Linked DNA regions of Bos taurus: region 1 is linked to region 2. A link is a contact called in public Hi-C data. All regions are on one chromosome and are shown on one strand. The core of a region is the stretch at or near the end of the contact, and the rest is flanking DNA. Distances in the headings are between cores, read along the strand shown.

What was found. Hi-C and Micro-C count contacts between places; a contact is called where the count stands out from the background.
Region 1: a Hi-C map of skeletal muscle shows a contact between it and region 2, with 2.8 times the contacts expected there. The contact joins the promoter of SLC16A12 here to the enhancer-like site in region 2. A contact is called at or near these places in 2 of 11 Hi-C or Micro-C datasets (liver and skeletal muscle).

The regions. Positions count from the first base shown.
Region 1 is chr26:11,202,308-11,208,634 of ARS-UCD2.0, reverse strand. SLC16A12 (solute carrier family 16 member 12) reads left to right here and starts at 2,422. Exons shown (of 7, transcript XM_024985891.2): 1 at 2,422-2,543. LOC100847358 (a long non-coding RNA gene) reads right to left here and starts at 3,667. Exons shown (of 4, transcript XR_009492956.1): 1 at 3,379-3,667; 2 at 1,749-2,041.
Region 2 is chr26:11,158,184-11,164,525 of ARS-UCD2.0, reverse strand. All of the region lies in intron 1 of SLC16A12 (solute carrier family 16 member 12), which reads left to right. Among named protein-coding and RNA genes, the nearest start is that of SLC16A12, 45 kb to the left of the region's middle. Within about 2 kb of position 3,740, at least 4 of the 102 cell types and tissues checked have an H3K27ac peak or open chromatin away from gene starts, as enhancers often do. A contact at or near this core is called in liver and skeletal muscle, where this site is marked.

The sequences.
Region 1 (6,327 bases), core at 1,173-3,672, 45 kb before region 2:
ATTGGTATAGAGCGTGAAATGTGATTGCTGCAATGGACTAGCAACAAGAAACAAACACAAAAAACTTGAATTTTGATTAAAATTTAAATGTAAATAACTACATTTAGGGCTTCCCTGATGGCTCAATGGTAAAGAAGCCACCTGCTAATGTGGGAGATGAAAGGTTCCATCCCTGGTCCAGGAAGATCCCCTGGAGAAGAAAATGGCGACTCACTCCAATATTCTTGCCTGGGACATCCCACAGACAGAGGAGCCTGGTGGAGTCCATGGGGAGTCCATAGGGTCTCAAACTTAGCAAGTAAACAACAAAGCCACATTTCATAGCCATTTTGGACTGCACAGACACAGAACATTTCCACCATTACAGAAAATTCTATTGGATAGCACTCTTTAAGAGAAATGCTGCATTTTCCCCCTTCTTTCCTCATTAGATTCCAAGGCAAGGAGAGGGGTCTGTCCCCCTCCTTCCCAGTTCCTCTGGCCTCACGGAAAAGAGATTCCTTTCCTCTTTCCATCTTCTCCAACTCCACCTCCACACCACCCACCCCTTGGAACCATCCTTGCATGGGAGCTGGGTGGGGGGGACCCTGAAGGGGGAGGCAGATGGGAGTGACCTTCTCTATCAGCACCATCATCAATAATCCACCAAGACTCACCTCTCAAAAGATGAAAATCATTCTGTCAGAGACAGGATCAGCCGAGCTAAACCTGAACAAGCAAACACAACCAACCAACACTTCATGACATAAATAAAAGAACTGTCCTTGGCTTTTCTAGGGCCTCTATGACAAATGATGTAGATGGAGGAAAGCCTGTGAGGTTTCTTCCTCTTCTTCAAAACTTTTAAAAACAACTGGTTACCCTACATTATTGAAGTGGAAAATGGGGCTTCTCAGCCTCCCAAAGCAATGTTTAACTAAAAAAAGTATTTTTCTGAACCAAAAAGTACTCCAGCCTTTAACCAAAAGAGCTTCACAGTTGAAAGCTCAGGGCTCCCCGCAACCTCAACATTTTAAGTCCATACGCAATGCTAATGAATTCTTTTACAAGTTCTATTTGCAAATTCTGCTGCATTTTTTGTTTGCTAGTTTTGCGGGCCTGTGGAATGGAACTCCTTCTCCCAGTATTGGAAGGGGAGTCTTAACCACTGGATCACCAAGGACGTCCCTCTATAGTGTGCCTTAAAGGTATCTTCACTGCCTTTACTTTCAGGTAACTTAGATCTTTATTTTACAAGTGACAAGAGCTCATCCAGATTTATAAAGAACAGGAAACTGCGGAGAGGGGAAGAAACAAAACAGCCAGATGTACAAGAGGAAGGACTTTGGCGGTCTATTTTTAAAAATACCCTAAGGTATTGTGTGGCCACTGCATCACAACTTTCTAGTCCCCTTCTCAAATTTTCCAAAAAGTCGGATTCATTGTGAAACTCTGAAGTACCACCGACTAAATCACCTAGGGATTCTTGTTACAAGTGGCTCTGGGGTTGGGCCTGCAATTCTGCATTTCTAGCAAGGTCCCAGATGACACTGATGCTATGGAGTAGCAAGCATGTAGACCCCAAGAAGTTGGAATCGGACCTCCTCAGTTCAGAGACTTCGCTCCTGACAAAAAGTGGACTTTACAGGAAGGTCCCTGGGGCAGCTCTTTAGGCCCGTGGGACAGCCGACTTTACAGCGACGTTGGCGGAGGGGGCGAACCTTAGCACGAGCAACAGCAGTAATTTTTTACTGGGGTGTGTTACATACCGGGCTCCTGCGCCTCATTCATTTTGTCCTCTCATCAAGCACAGGAAGTGGACACTATTATCCTCGTTTTACAGGTGGAGATACTGAGCTCTGAGATTTAAGTAACTTGCCTACGGTCATGGCTTTTCGAGAGAGTTGAATCTAGGTCCTCCAACTCGAAGAAACAGCGCTTTAAACACGTCGGAGCCTCAGTTTTCTGTGCTGTGAAATGGACGGGCTGCACGGGCAGAGATCCCTGCCGCGTTCACCTCTGGGAGTCCTTGGATTCCTGAAGCAGAGCTTGCTCTTTGACCCTGCAGGGGAAAGTTCTTTTTGAGAATACCGAGCCCCCTCTGCCTGCCTACTAGGTCAGGAGCAAGGCACCGCCGTTCCCGGGGAGGGTCGGGCAGTCCGGAGCGAGGTGGCTCGGGTCACAGCGGGCAGGTCCATTACATAACCGCGAGGCGGCCCCTCACCCCTCGCCAAGCCGCGGCCGGTAGAGCGGATCCCTGGATAAATCCCATTCACCCGCCGGCCAGAGTCCACGGCGGAGCTGGGGGCGTTGAACTCCCGGGTGCATTTCGGAGGCTGGGCGCGGGGATTTTCCCTGCCACGCTCTCCGCCCCCCGCGCTGCCCGTGGGGCCCCCGCCCCAGCCCCGCCGGCGCCTCCACCCCGTCCGCTCCCCGCCCCTCGGGAGCGCGGACCACGGCGCCTGGGGCCCGGGAAGGGGCCACCGCGCGGGGACGCGGCACGGTGGGTGCACCCCGGGGGCATGTCCGCACGCCACCGCCCGGGCTGCAGCGGTCCACGCGAGGTGAGCCAGAGGAGCGGCCGGGAGGAGAGGGGGATCTGCACTAACTGGGCGGGCTGCGGAGGGCTGGAGGCTGGCCCACCGGGCTGCCGGGGCGCAGTCTCCCGCCGATCGCTCTGGCACCAGGATCCCCAGCGTACCGGCCCGGGAGCCCACTGGCACACCCTCTGTCCGCTCTCAGGACGCGGTGGCTCAGGTGATCCGGGCATCCTTCGCGGCCGGGCGGCAGGCTCTAGGGCTGGGCTGGGTGGAGGTGGCAGAGGGCGCTCCCTTGGCTGCCCCGCGACGCACCGGGAGCCCGCCACCATAGCTTGGTCCCTCGGAGCGCCCGTTGTGTTGGGGAAAGACACATGCCCACCTGCCCCGGCGGTGCTGGGCCGGTGCTCGGGCAGGTTCTGGGCAGGCGGCTGGACAGGGAGCGGCTTTGATCCTCACCTCCTGTGATTTCCAAATGCCGACTTCTCGTGCAGGAGAGATCGCGCAAGGTTCCTTCTGGATTCTGTACCTAACGTATCTTATTTATTTCGGATCTTCCCTTCCCTCAGGTGATAATGTTTACTTAATTTCCATTGGCTTAATTTCTTAGTTGCTTCTTGTCCTCAAAATCAGTGATACCAGTAGTGCAGACTCAGGGAAAAGTGCTTGAAGCAAAATTTGAGAGCAGGGTTCCAGTAAGTCCTGAGGCTATTTGGTTAGCCTTTGGCTTTCACCACTCAGCATTCATTCTGAATCTCTTGGTAAATTTTTTTTTTTTTTTTTTGTAATAAGTCAGTTGGGACCTACTAGGGCACTGGTTCAATCCTTCCATTCTGGAGGGACTCTAATTAGTTTAACTTACCTTTTCTTTGCTGAGAGTTGGGCACTCTGGTGGCTGCAGTCAGCTTAACCCAGAAGCAGAGTCTTCAGACCCTCCATATTTAGAAACACTCATCAGGTGTTTGGAGATCACTAGCTTTTAAAATCAACTGCCTCGCCATAAACCTCATGTCAAACTAGGCAAATGGTGTCTGACCCTCCCAGAAGTAGTAATTAAATGACTGGATTTGGTCACTTATAATCACAGGATCTTGGAAATTGTTCAGGTTTTTAGAGATCGTCTGGTCAGACTCTTCACCAGACAGCCTGGGAAGCTCAGATTCCTGTTGCCAAGGATTGGTTAAGTTCATTGGTGACTGAGGCAGTACCAGAATCCAGGCCCTCTCCTTCCAACTCAGTTCAGTTTTCAAACCATATTACTTTCAGGCATTTAGAACAAAATTAATGATTAGAGTCATCTGATCATGTCATTTTCCTGTTATTATTTTTTGTCCATCTTTTTTTTTTTTTTCATCTTTTTGTTTTTAAACTGGTGGGATTCTGAAATAGTTGAGAGGTCTATCAAACCGCCTTTTAGGATAATTTTAAAAAATACAAACCCTTAATTTTAAATAATACATCTTAAATGCATGTATTTAAATAATAATATGAAGATGAATATGCAGGTACATTACAGGTAAACCACCAGGAGAAGAAAAGTAATCAAAACTACAGATGGATAAAATGTATCCTCATCTGTCTTTGGAGTCTCTTTGGGTTCTTACCTTCCTGTGCTGATCATTGGTTAGAATTCAGAGTGTGATTTGTGACTTTGGAGCTGGCTTGGGAAAAGTGGCTTATATGAGGACAGTTTGTGTGTTGTGATTAACATGATGACCTATAACAGTGCTCAGAGAAAGGAATTTTTAAAGAGACTTATTTAGCATTTGGGGCTCCCCAGATGGCTTAGTGGTAAAGAATCTGCCTGCCAGTGCAGGAGACTTGGGTTGATTCCTGGATTGGGAGGATACTGGCAGAGGAAATGGCAACCCACTCCAGTATTCTTACCTGGGAAATCTCATGGCTAGAGGAGCCTGGTGGGCTACAGTCCTTGGAGTCTGAAAAAGTCAACACGACTTAGGGACTGAACACACACATTTAGCATTTCCGCGTTACATTACACATTTTTTATGTTTTTCAGTTTACTTTAATAGGTATTTATTGAGTGCCTACTATGTGCCCAGTGATGTTATGGTCACTCAAGGTATATCAGTGAATAAAACAAAGAACTTTGGTCTTATGAACCTTAGGTTACAATTTATTTATTAGAATTTTTCCAGGATTGTTTGGCAGATGGAAGAGAATTTCAGTTTTGACTAAAACAGGCAGATATCTCCAGGCAAGAATACTGGAGTGGGTTGCCGTTTCCTTTTCCAGGGAATCTTCCCAACCCAGGTATCGAACTCACTTCTCCTGCATTGGCAGGCAGATTCTTTACCATAGGGAAATGAACACAAATATTCCAAATTATCTACCTTCCAATCCCATAATTCTGCTGATTTTATAATCAGTGTGAAAATAAATACAGAAACAAATTCAGGTAAAGTTACTTTGACTTTTATGAACTGATGTACGTGAACTCTACATGACTGGAAATTCCCACACTTGGTTACTTTATGTGTGTTCATTCAGAGTCCCTGAAATGACACTTCCTTTAGTGCAAGGACATCACTGTGGTGACATTAAACTTAATGAAGCATGAGAGGATTCGTTTTCTCAATGATGTTGGTGCCCTGATGTCAGTGTTGTGGACTATAATTGTATTAGTTTTAAGATGTAGCTTCTTATTTATTTATGAAGGTAAGTGTTGTGCTTTGATTTTCTCTGTTTGCGTTGTCGCCTGCTCCCCTCCATGTTAATAGGCAGCACAGTGTTGTGACTTATTGCTAAACCTGTTACCACAGAGGTTTTTCTTTTTAATCAGACGTTGCCGTTTTAAGCATTTCCTCATCTTCTCAATTGCTTTTTCTTCAGAATGGCATGGTTTGCAAGCTCAGGCATGTTTGTTGTTTTTAACAAAGGCTTATCAAAATGAAGTTGGCAGTCTTTCGGGCATATATAGCCAAAAAAAAGTATTCAATACAGCTTTGGGGGTTGTTTATGCATTCCTTACCTAACCAATGGCTTTGCTTTTAAATATCGCCAATTTGGAAACGATGTTCTTCTGAGTCCCTTTTTGTACGATTTCTAAAAACCCATTCAAGTTGTATGATAATTTAATTTAGAGAAACTAAATCCACACTTGAAGACATTGGGCAGTTTTGAGTACAAAGATTTTTGTCTCTGTTTTTAATTTGTTCTTCATCAAAGGGCATCAGAAAGTGTCATTATCTAACAATGTCCTGTTTGAAAGTGATCTCTGTTAAACACTTGGAGGAGAGTCATGACGCCTGACAGCTGCTAGGTACCCAGGGGCAGTTGATTTTCTCCTTTGCCTACCACTATGCCCCCGTCAGATTCTTACCTACCCCCCACCACCCCATGTACATTGAAGAAAGAGATGTGTTGCTCTGTAGCCAGGTAAGAAGTTACACACCTTTAATTAATTATTTAATCAATGTATTCATTCATTATTTACTTTACAAATATTTATTGAACTTCTTATTACAGATTTGTTCAAAGATTATGTCCTGCATCCCTTGTTTCCTGTGCCGGTGGCTGTAGGGGATATAAAAACATACTACTTGCCTCTGAAGCAGTCTATGGTCTCATATGTAAGAAAAGATATTGTGTAACTAGCTATATGGCTTCCCTGATGTCTTGGTGGTAAAGAATCCTCTGCCAGTGTAGGAGACTCAGGTTTGATCCCTGGGTCAGGAAGATTCCCTGGAGGAATGCATGACAACCTACTCCAGTATTCTTGCCTGGGAAATCCCATGCACAGAGGAGCCTGGTGGGCTACAGCCCATGGAGTCACAAAAGAATCAGACAC
Region 2 (6,342 bases), core at 2,491-4,990:
CCTGTGGGAAACTTTCCTGGATCCCTGGAGTCCTCCTGAAGAAGGGAACATGCAGTTACTATTGCCAGAAGCGGGCAACTCTCCTCTGTGCCAGGGTCAGAGTCATTTTCCAGCTTCTCTTCTGGTCCTCTGGGCCTGGAATCTGATCCCCCTCCACTGTGCTTTCAAACGCAGAGTCCCAACTAGGCCCTGGATTCCTTGACACCCTCGTTTTTCTAAGCATGAGATAGGGGTCGAGCCATCCTCCATAAAGAAATTGTCTCTTTAAAAAAAAAAAAAAATCTTCTTTATTTTCTGAAGCTGCAACATGGCTTTCGGGATCTTAGTTCCCCAACCAGGCATTGAACTGGGGCCACAGCAGTGAAAGCTCTGAGTCCTAACCACTGTACCATCAGGGAATTCCCCCAAAGCCTCTTTTTTAATCTTCACTCTCCCAGCCTTTTTGTATTTTCAAAGCTGAGTGAGGAACCCAAGAGATGTGAAATGAGGTTTTTTGGTGTAAATTCTAAAGATGGTCATCTGGCTCATCACAATATAATTTCACATTAATTTTATATCATTACCTCAATTGAAACTTTGAGGTATAGTAAAAATAAAATTTTATAGTAAATAAAAAAGCATAGTTATTGTCTCTAGCTACTGGTAAGGCATCCTGAAAACCTTTGGGATTTTCTGAGCGATTGGAGTGTACTTTGTTATACTTAGTTGTCTTGTTTAGTTGCTAAATTGTGTCTGACTCTTTGCGACCCCATGGATTGTAGTCCAAGGCTCCTCTGTCCTTTGGATTTCCCAGGCAAGAATACTGGAGAATGAGTTCCATTTCCTTCTCCAAGGGATCTACCTGACCCAGGGATCGAACCAGCATCTCCTGCACTGGCAGGCTGATTCTTTACCACTGAGCCACCAGGGAAGCTCTTTTAAGCACACCTGAGTTTATGCTAATGAGATAATTTTGGAGGGGGGCAGTGGCAGTTGGAGGGGTGGCTTGATAGCCTCAGGGTGGGGCTGGTCTCCAGAAAGACTCAGTGATTAGAGGATTTGAACTTTCAGCCCTACTCACTCATCTCCTGGGAGAGGAAAGAAGTGGGGCTGGAGACTGAGTTCTATAAAAGCTCTTGAACTAGAGATTCAGAGAGCTTCTGGACTGGTGAACTTGGCATCCACTTGCTGGGAGGGTGGCACACCCTAACTCCACAGACAGAAGCTTCCAACTCAGGACCCTTTCGGACCTCGCCCTATGTATCTTTCTATCTGGCTGTTCATCTATATCTTTTATAATAAATCAGTAAAAGTAAGTAGTGTTTTCTTGAGTTCTGTGAGCCATTCTAGCAAATTTTAGAACCTGAAAAGGGGGTGGTCACCCAGAAATCTAGTTGATCAGCCACAGGTACGGGTTCCCCAGGGCCTGAGACCAGCATGGGGCAGTCTGGTGGGCTGAGCCCTGTAATTTGTGAGATTCAAGCCCATCACTCTTTGATCTATTTCTCTGCTATTGAAGAAACTCCCTACTTTTTAATTCCTCTTCACATGGAGACTTCATATCTTGAGACACTTTAGTCATCTGACTCTTCTGAGATTGAAATATATATTATTTGCAAGTGAACAGAATTATATGCAGCATTATGGATGCTGATGTTTGATACAAGCAGGATTATATTTTTCAGTGTATTCCACTTTCTCCTTGATGATGACCAGCAATTATACTGACTTTTATGATCATAAAAAGACATTGGACTGATATCTTTAGGGGTGAGTTAACAATAACTTTTATACCTTTTTTCAGCATATTTGAAATAACAGACCTTATTAAATATTCACAGGTATAAATACATGTAGTAAAATATTGACTCAAAAATATAGTGTGAAATATATATCCAATTGATATTATCCTCTTAAAAGTAGCCTTAGGGACTTTTAAGGTCAAGCTATCATTGTTCATTATATTTTAGAACTTTCATTTTTTGAAGCTACTTTAAACTTTTAATTTATTCTTTGAATATCCTCAATAATGTCTGGTCTTCAAGAAGGTGAATATAATTTTTGGAAACATCAAAGGTCATTGGGAACCAAGTCTGATTTGCATTATTGATGATCAAATTAGGCAGTACTTTGGGGTCAAAATACTTTGTCTACAAAATGGTGAGCATGAATTCCTTATTTAAATGACCTGGATTTGAAAACAATACAAAGAGTAATTTCAAAGGATTTTTCAGAATTTAATGCCATTGTAAAAATAGTCAGATTTTTTAGAGATGAGTATTTAAAAGTAAGAAGTACAGTCACCCTTTCTTTTCTGTCAAAAGACTCCTTTCAAGAGGCTTGTGCCAACAGGGGTGTGAGTTGGCAAAGTGACTTTCCGGTCACTTTGCGGATGTATCAGTTCCCATTTCTGACTCTTGTCACGTCAGAGCTTCTACTTATCCTAATATTGTGCAGAATAAGTTCAACCAGATCTTGATATCTCTGGGTATAGTTTGTGTCTTGGTTCACCATGAGCGCTCAGCATCCTGGTCATTCTTCCTCCGAACTTCTTTTATTTTTTTAATTTTGTTTTTATACTGTGGCACCCGGAGTCTCATTGCGTCCTGCAGGATCTTTTGTTGTGGCACACCGACTTTCTAGTTGTGGCACTCGGGCTCTCTAGTTGTGTCGCGTGGGCTTCAGAGCGTGTGGGCTCAGCGGTTGGCAGCGCACGGGCTTAGTTGCTCTGTGGCATGGATGCTCTTAGTTCCCCATCCAGGGATTGAACCTGTATTTCCTGCATTGCAAGGTGGACTCTCAACCACTGGGCCACCAGGGAAGCTCCCCTGCTTCCTTTTCATGAGGGAGGTAATTCTTTGAAAATCCTCCAAACTGCTCAGAGAAGGAGTGTTTTTAGATTTCTGAGGCATCCTTTGGTGGGACTGTCGGTTTGTTATCACTGCCGCTGTCTCAGTCATGGGCATTGCAGTGACCCGACTAATGAAAGCCAGCTTGTTTCCCAAGTCTCACTGAACCCCTCCCATCGCCTGCCAGTTTGGAAGGGATGGGTTTGGCTCCTAAGCCCTTATTAGCACTTTTTATAGGCACGGCATTAATTCAGAAAGGACAGTGAAATTCTGACGTATAAAACTGTGGTACCATGATGCCAAGCTGCACTGATGCTGAAGTGCAGGTATCCAGATACCATACTTTAAAAAAAATTAATTATTTGGCCACACCAGGTCTTTGTTGCAGCATGTGGAATAGTTAATTGTGGCGTGTGGGATCTAGTTCCCCACCATCGATTGAACCTGGGGCTCCTGCCTTGGGAGCATGGAGTCTTAACCTCTGGTCCACCAGGGAGGTCCTTCAGATCCCTTTCTGAATGACTATAACTAATGTCTGTGACTCTCCTAGCACAGTGGTTGGCTCACAGATAAGTGCTCAAAAAGTAGTGTCTGCTGTTGTGGTGATGATGTTCACCTATGAAATTAAAATGTTGAGTTGTCTTTTTTTGCTACACCATCCTGGGCATTTCCTTTAAACACCCAATGCATCAGCCGGATGTTATTTCCTCTTAGAGGAGCCTTGCTGCCTTTCCCCAGGATGGCGGTGCTCACTCAGAGGAATCTGACCCTTTGTACCGATCCCACCGAGCCCAGGCCTCCTTCCCAGCCAGCTGTCAAAAGGTTCCTGGTGGCTGTCCACCACCCTTGAAGAACTGCCTGTTGGCAGTGAAGGGGTATGCATTTCATTCCACAGTTCGGTGTTTCATCCCGGGTGTCTTTTGACCTGCAGGGGTCGATTCAGTACCAGGAAGCCACACACATCTCTCCTGGAACATTGTGTATCCACTCTTTTTGGATCTAAGACCTTTGACCTGCTGACTACAAAAGCAGCTTTTCCTCGGGAATCACATTATCCCTGTTAGAAAGCAGGAAGGAAAAAGAGAAACAAAGCCTTGTGGGGGCCTCTGCTTTAATAACATTCATTTCCTTTTCTCTCTTTGTTTCTAAACTTATTTCTGTTCCATGTCAGTGTCACGTAATTGACATGTATATTTCCCTCTTTTGTTTGTTTTTTCTTCCCCAGAAAGATTTAATGATGCTTTTGCGAATCCTCTCTCTCCTTGACTGAGGTGAAGGGAAGCCCATTTCCCAGTCTTTGTGGACTTTTTCTTTTTTCATTAAAAAAGAAAGTGAGTCATATGGGGCTTTTAGGTACTACGTCAGACCCTCCTCAGTGCCAGACAGTGAGAATGCTGCATCCTCCCTACAGTACAGAAAGGGGAATCAAGGAACTTATTGATTAAAAACTTCTGTCTGATTGCCACAAATGCTATAGAGATTTCTGCCTCTGCTTTAGTTTATTTCACATATTGGGGAAATCCTGCTTGTTGCTTTTTTTTTTTTTTCCTTTTCTTTTCTTTTAACTGATAGGGCAATGTTTTTACTGAGTAGAGATGGCTTGCCAAGAAAGTATACATTCCCAAACACATCGATATTTTTTTTTCTTTTATCCATTCAAAGGATGAATTAGGCCTAAGAGAGTCACTGATATGCAAGCCTGTATTATGCTATGTACTAAGTCACTTCAGTCGTGTCTGACTCCTTGAGACCCCATGGACCTGAGACCCCAAGGAGCCTGATGGGCTCCTCTGTCCATGGGATTCTCCAGGCAAGAATACTGGAGTCGGTTGCCATTTCCTCCTCCAGGGGATCTTCCCAAGCCAGGGGTCAAACCTGAGTCTCCTGCAGCTCCTGCGTTTCAGGCAGATTCTTTAGCACTAGCTCCACCTGGGAAGCTCAAGCCTGTATTGTAGTTGTATGTTTTTATTTGTTGTTTTAGTTGCAAAGTCGTATGTGACTCTTGAGACCCTGTGGACTGTACCCCGCCAGGCTCCTCTGTCCATGGGATTCTCCAGGCAAGTATCCTGGAATGGGTTGCTATTTCCTTCTCCAATTATAGTTGTATAGTCTGATGCTTCGTTTTCACTTAATTTCTTTAATTTCCCCAGGATGCACCTGCTGACCTAGTGAGACCACTCTCCTTTCTACATGAAAACATACCATGCTTAATGCTGCTTCTGTGCTTTGACTCATATTTTTCCTCTCCTTTGTTTTATTCTTCATTTCCCCCGCTGTGTTTCTCCACCTGCCTTCTAAAATTCTGTGCCTTTACATATACTATTTCTTCTGCCTGAAGCACTCTTTCCACCATCCTGAGTTGCTCTCCCCTAAACCTGCTCTAGTGTCTTTGGTTGCTGCTGCTGCTGCTGCTAAGTCACTTCAGTCGTGTCCGACTCTGTGCGACCACTTAGACGGCAGCCCACCAGGCTCCCCCATCCCTGGGATTCTCCAGGCAAGAACACTGGAGTGGGTTGCCATTTCCTTCTCCAATGCATGAAAGTGAAAAGTCAAAGTGAAGTCACTCAGTCGTGTCCGACTCTTAGCAACCCCATGGACTGCAGCCCACCAGGCTCCTCCATCCATGGGATTTTGCAGGCAAGAGTACTGGAGTGGGGTGCCGTTGTCTTTGGTTGCAGGAAACATCAACTCATCAAACGGGTATAACGTAAAGGGGAACTTTTATGGAATGATAAACGGACAGGAGGAACATGGACCATAAAGAAGCTCGGGTGAATTTAGGGCTGGAAGAGCTATGCAGCTTTGTGAGCAGCTGGAATCGGGGCCTGAGGAGCCTCTGGAACTAAAGCAAATAACTCCTCTATCTCACCCTCTCCTTGTGCTACATGGTTGCTTCCTCCGAGTCTAAAGCAGAGTTTTCAACCTTGTCATAATTGACATTTTGAGCCAGATAATACTTTTTTTTTTGGCAGAGCTGTGCTGTGCACTGTGGGGTTGAAGCAGCACCTTTAACTTGTCTACCAGATGCTGAAAAAAGTACTCTGACTGCGATGGCAGAATGTGTCTCTAGCCGTTGCAGATGGCCCCTGATGGCTCATATTGTCCCTGGTTGAGAACCATTGGTCTCCCTGGAACTGCGATCTTCCTTTCCCGGTTCTTAGCTCCTCTGGGTATACTCATGGCAGAGGATGGCTCTCCAGCCTAACTCAGCACCTTCCAGCTCCAGCCTGACTCAGTCACTTCATTTTCCCATTGGAGAAGAAGGGAAGTCGCTCATTCGTGTCAGACTCTTTGCGACCCCATGGACTGTATGTAGCCTGCCAGGCTCCTCCGTCCGTGGGATTTTCCAGGCAAGAATGCATGGCCTGTTCAAACGATGTAGAATTGGTTCAGCCTTTGGTTGGCTCTTGGGGATCAGGTGTGGACTCCTGGTTTGGTGAGCTAGGCCAGGGGTTCAGATCGTAGAGCACTGACATGGCTGCAGGCCCCCTTCCCCAGGGCCTGCTCTTGGATC